Regions from separate parts of the Mus musculus genome. Here region 1 is linked to region 2. Evidence: chromatin contacts called from public HiChIP or PLAC-seq data. All regions are on one chromosome and are shown on one strand. Each heading gives the region's core, a stretch centred on a gene start, on an enhancer-like site or on the middle of the called end of the contact. The rest is flanking DNA. Distances are from core to core; before and after follow the strand shown. Region 1 has its middle 11 kb from the start of Fam117a. Region 2 overlaps Gm11515 (a long non-coding RNA gene).

Region 1 (2,700 bases), core at 110-2,609, 140 kb before region 2:
CTCTGTCCGTGAACCCCATCTTCCTCACCACTGTTTGCTTCAGCCTCCACTTCTGCTCCACAATCTGCAATCGTCCCTCAGCAAACCTTGTCAGACCCTGACCGTTTATCAGGACTAAGGAAGGGGGTTAATAGCCCACTATTGCCTTTCATACTAGCTTCTGAGCACCTCCATCTTTTCTCCTAAGCGTGCATGTGTGTATGTGTGTGTGTGTGTGTGTGTGTGTGTGTGTCCTTTCTCTCTGAGGAAGGGGATCTCTGTTGTCTTGTCAACAAGAACTGCAAGCCACTTCATCCAGCACAGCTGAGGTGGGGGATCACTTAAGCATCTGTCTCTCAAGCTAACATCTCTGGTCAGTATTGAATTGAGGCTAAAAGCCCTTATAGACCAAAAGCAGCAAAGGCTTTATGAGGCCTAATTCGACTGTTCGTTCTTTCTCTCTTTTCTCCTCTCTGCTCCTCTCCCTCCTTTTGTGTGTGCTAGGTAAGTGCTCTACCACTAAGCAACAGTTCGAGGCCTTAAAAAATATAGTGTGTGTGTGTGTGTGTGTGCTCATGCATTGTGTAGGTCCCCAAGAAGTTGCTCGGTGTCCTGTCATTCTCTACCTCGTTCCCTTCTTTATGGACCTAGAGCTAGGCTGTCACTCAGTGAGCTGCACTGACCCTCCTGCCTTCACCCTCTTACAATGCACACACCCACCTAGCTACACTTTTTACACGAGTGCTGGGGATTTGAACTCAGGTCCCCAGCAAGCATTCTCGTCCATGGAGTTAGCTCCCCAGTCTCAGCCCCAGCTCTTCTTTTTTAAAGATTTGTTTTAGTGTCCCTCTTAAAGAAGTTAAAATAAAATTAAAAACAAACCTGCGACTATAGGATTTGGTGGAAAGCCTTGGAAGGGACCTTTGACGCTGTTCCATTAACAACTCGATAAATCTGTTCTGACTAAAGGAATAGAGCCTGCTTACATCCCGATCTGACTAAATTAGGTGCCTATTCCTGGCTTTTCCTGTGGATTTCCTGTACCCAACTCATTTATTCCACAAAATGGCTCTGGCTCAACTAAATGGCCTTGACAGCCAAGTCTCTCTAGCTTCGAAAAAAACAAAAAACTCCACTCCTCCTCCTTCTTATTAACCTGCCTGCACTTTGAGAACAATGGTGTTTTCAGAGCAGGTGGTTTCTCCTGCTGCACACCGAAGCTCTTAGAAAGCTCTTGTACATTCCACCAGTGGGCTCTGGGACGACCTGCTTCCATTTACCTCCGGCAAAAGCCTCGCGGCTTACAAGGTCGTCAGCACTGTGTGGGTAGGAAGCAGCCTCGTCTTGCCCTTTTCCATGGCACTCTGATACAAGCACACAAGCTGGCACCTTTCCTGGACGTCCCACCCAAAAGTCCTGTCCAATTCTCTAGCCTCCTGAGTTGGCCCAGAAGGTTGAGTCAGAGTACAAATACCAAGTTTGTCGATTTCACGGCTCCGAACACCCAGTTCTGAATCTTCCCAAATACATTAGAAACCCTAGGATTCCGGAGCCAGTGAGGGCATCTGCAATCTCAGGGAAAGGCCAAGGAGCCCTTACCTATTAGGGACACTAACAGCAGGGCTCTACAAGCAATGCAGCCATAATGTCATGGGATATGTGCCCCTACCACACAACACAGAAGACAGGAAGCCACTTGCACACATTATCGCATCTAACTGTCCTGCTGTCTTCATGATTACTCTCTAGAGTCAACACAGTTATCCGCAACTTACTGGCTGAGACTCAGAAAAGTCAGGAAACATACTCATGCATTTACACAGCTCCAGTGACAGCCCAAAGACTGCTGCATTGTCACTACTTAGGAGGCAGTGTACTGGGTCAGACGAGCCCAGACCTAGAGGTGTATTCCTGACCCCATAGGTAAGGGTTGACATTAGACCATACAGGTCCCACTGGTCATGGCTTAACACAACTCCCTCTATCTCCCACATACCTAAACTCTCTGAAACTCTGATTTTGTTTATGCTACTCAGGAATTATGCAGGTGAGTCTGAGAACCTAGCTGCCTCGGGAATAAGAGTTTAATTTCTCCACTAAAATATTGTTAAGTGTGTGCTTTGGCAGCTAGGCTAGGGCCAAATCCAATTTTCTCTGAGTTTCCTACCTTGGAGAAGGAGAGACAAGAATGAGGGGTCGGAGTAGGGGCTCGAATTAAAGAGAAACCAGAAAAAAAGACCAAGGGAGGCGGAGGGTGGTACCGCTCTTCAAGGCCTGCCAGAGAAACTGAGCCAGAACTCTAAGAAGCATGGGTAGTGTGCCAGGGCAAGTGAGAGAGCTCTTTGTGAGGTCAAAAGAGAAGCCGTTAGAGGAGGCCCAAGGAAAGACATGGAGGGAAAGAGTGAGAGAAAAGAGAATCTACCCAGACTCAGGAGGCAGAAGCAGGCAGATCTTTATGAGTTCAAGGCCAGACTGGTCTACAGAGTGAGTTCCAGGACAGCCAGGGCTACACAGAGAAACCCTGTCTTGAACTCCCCCCTCCCCCAAAAAAGAAAATGTGTTTTAATTCTGAAACCACTATAAATCAAAAGAGGAAAGGATTTACCCCTTCGTTCTGTCTCCCAAACTTGGACAGCAAAGTAAGAAGACCTCACACCCGATTGGACTGCACTTTGTCCAAAGCCAGAAAACTCTGCCTGCAATGCCTGCTCTCACGGCTAA
Region 2 (2,700 bases), core at 175-2,674:
TCAGGTTGGTTTCTTTTTTAGATAAAGTCTCGCTTGGATAGCCCTTGCTGGCCTGGAACTCTCTATGAAGATGACAGGTTTGCTTCCAACTCCGTGACCCTCCTGCTTCTGCTTGTGAGGGGGACATCACACATGTGCCTCTGTGTCTGGCCTATGGGCTTTAATGTGTGTGTGTGTGTGTGTGTGTGTGTGTGTGTGCTGTGTGGATGCTTGCATGTCACATGTTGTAGAAGCTCCAGATCAACTTTGTGGAGTTGGTTTCCAGGACTGAACTGAGGTTGTACAGTTTGCACTGGAGGACAGCAAGTATCTCAGAGCCCCTCATAGAGTTTTGGTTTTCTACAAGATTTACCCCTGAGATTCATAAGGATTCTTATGGAATGACCGAGACAACTATCCAGGGACACAGGGACATGAGGAGTGGACACTGAATGGGATAGAGGATGGCACGCACAGAAAAAAGTCCCAAGTCCCCAGCAGGCTGGAGTATTTAAAATTTGACAGGGCGAGGGCTCAGCTGAGCCCCGGATCCCTTAACTCACCAATGTAAGGGCTCTCCTCTCTCTCCCTCCTCCGGACCCATTATGAAAGTGCTCTACTGTCTGCATGCCTAGCTCTCCTGACAGCAGTCTACGGAAGCAGACAGAAGTCTGTGTGTCAAGTTGCCTAGACCAGGGCCTGCTGTGTCCCCAGTACTTGTATACTGGGGTGGGGGGGGTGGGGGGGAAGGTGGAGGCAAGGAGAGCAGGAAGCATCCATGTCACTCGTTCCAGATGCTGCAGCTGGTGAGCCCTAGGCTTAATGGGGCCAGGGGGAAAGTGGTCTCTGCAACTCATGACAGGCAGAGGTTCTACCCACAGTTCCTCTGCTCCACTGAAACCCCCTCTGCCCTCAGGCTGCTTCTGGAGCGTCCCCTTTCACCCTTCTGAGGAGTTCTAGTCCCTTCTCAACACTCACATTCTGGCTAGAGAGGGGGCCCGGTAGGACGCTGTTCATGTTTCATGCATCAAATAGTGCCTGGAACCCAGTAGATACCAAAAATCCTTCCCTTAATTTCATCTAATGGCCAAATCCAGTCACCTCCACGCATCTCCCTGGGACATGCAGAAGGATCTGGACAGCAGAAGGCACACAATGGGAGTGAGAGGGCACGGTCTCGATTCCTGCTCAAGGCCCGGTGGGTAGAGAGCAAGTGGCTTGTGACTGAGAATGTCCTCTCCATATGTCTGGGGTATCAGGGATGGTTCCTTGGTCCACCTGTGCAGGGACAGTATGTGGGATGTCAGAGAGACAACTTGCTGACCCTCACAGGTCCTTCAAGCCTCTACCCCCTCAGGCGTGGGTGGTTGGCTCAAGTCTACACCACTGTCTTCGCCAACCCGGCCAAAGGTGCCCCATACAGATGCTTGGTCTGGGAGAGTGTCCAGCCCTTGGTCCCCAAGGTCCTCCCACCCCTGCTGGACAGTGGCCTCTCCCAGTGACTCAGTCCTGACGTAGTGGGGCAAGCGGAAAGGCCATGGGCGGAGGAGGTGGCGGCTCCCCTCCCTCCTGTCCTCACTTCCCTGGTCTCAGTCCCCATAAACTCCTCTCTTGACATGCCTGTCCTCTCCCATGAGCCTCTGGGCTGGCAGTCATTGCCTTTGTCTGTGGCAATGAGCCTTGTGTGTGCCTCACTGTGGGTCAGTGGACACAAGAAGTGAAGCTTCTTGCAAAAGAACCTAGGTTCTGTCTCTTGTCTCCACAGGAGCGCATGCTGATGAAGAACCGGGGTCTAGCTCCTTCCTCAGGCCTCTCGTAGGCTCCTCAGTTCGACTCCACAGCTGTCTATGCCCCGGATTCTGCATCCTCTGGCCTGCCCCCTGCTCTCCAGAGCCCCCGTAAGTGTGTGACCCCAGCTCTTGATCTCCAAGTTGGAAAGAATTCCCGTTCTCCCACCTTCTCCCTGTAGGCCAAGCACCCTGAGCCTCCAGCTCTGTCCTGCCCACACCCTGCCCAGTGGCCCCCTCCTCCACCCACTTCAAAGCCCAGAACTGGCAGCTGCTAATTACATGCCCCCCACCCCCTTCGCTCGTTAAGTGTCATTAACCCCAGTTTACAAATGAGGAAACTGAGCTGGGGAGGTAAAGGACGGACGTCACCCCCTTCATCCCCACCCTGGCTCCTAAGCCGGGACTGGCACAAGGTTAGGGGGACCCTGCCAAGACTCCCCTTCCTAGGAGGATTTGGGGGGCTCAGTGTTCTTTCTCAGCTTCTACCTCCTCCCTCTTCCAATTCTCCCCCTTCTCTTGTCTCTCCTGGTAGAGTGTGAAGCCCCTGGCTTTGTAGGGTAGCATGGAACATCTCAGAAATCACACACAGCAAAATGCAAATCAGGCCCCCAATTACTTTATAGAGTCAGGGCGGTGGCACGGGAGTAATAAGACGTAGGGAGTGCAGGGACCCCCGCCCTCCTGAGCATATGCTCGCCAGAGGCCCTCAATGGGATGGGAAGGTGTTGGTGATGCGTGTCCTGAGCGAGGCTGGGGGAAGGTGGGGTGGGAGCAGTGCTGACTCTGAGGAGACTCTGGAGGGCTCCAAGCTGATGCTGTCAGCTGGCCGGCCCTGCCCTGGGGACTAGAGAAGCCCTGAGTGTCAGCCCTCCGTGGGAAGGCGTCCCTCTGTGGCTGGGAGTAGAGCCAGCTGCTTGACCCTGCTTGACTC

The links. HiChIP or PLAC-seq counts read pairs in DNA pulled down with a chosen protein or histone mark.
Region 1: a FOXA1 HiChIP or PLAC-seq map of pancreatic cancer cells shows a contact between it and region 2. The contact joins two enhancer-like sites. A contact is called at or near these places in 2 of 115 datasets of contacts at active chromatin or transcription factors (embryonic stem cells and pancreatic cancer cells) and 1 of 9 other capture datasets (pancreatic islet).

The regions. Positions count from the first base shown.
Region 1 is chr11:95,325,045-95,327,744 of GRCm38.p6, reverse strand. No RefSeq gene overlaps it. Among named protein-coding and RNA genes, the nearest start is that of Fam117a, 11 kb to the left of the region's middle. Within about 2 kb of position 1,359, at least 15 of the 459 cell types and tissues checked have an H3K27ac peak or open chromatin away from gene starts, as enhancers often do. A contact at or near this core is called in pancreatic cancer cells, where this site is marked.
Region 2 is chr11:95,185,780-95,188,479 of GRCm38.p6, reverse strand. It overlaps Gm11515 (a long non-coding RNA gene), which reads left to right. Exons shown (of 3, transcript XR_388972.1): 2 at 1,745-1,877. Among named protein-coding and RNA genes, the nearest start is that of Dlx4, 41 kb to the right of the region's middle. Within about 2 kb of position 1,424, at least 19 of the 459 cell types and tissues checked have an H3K27ac peak or open chromatin away from gene starts, as enhancers often do. A contact at or near this core is called in pancreatic cancer cells, where this site is marked.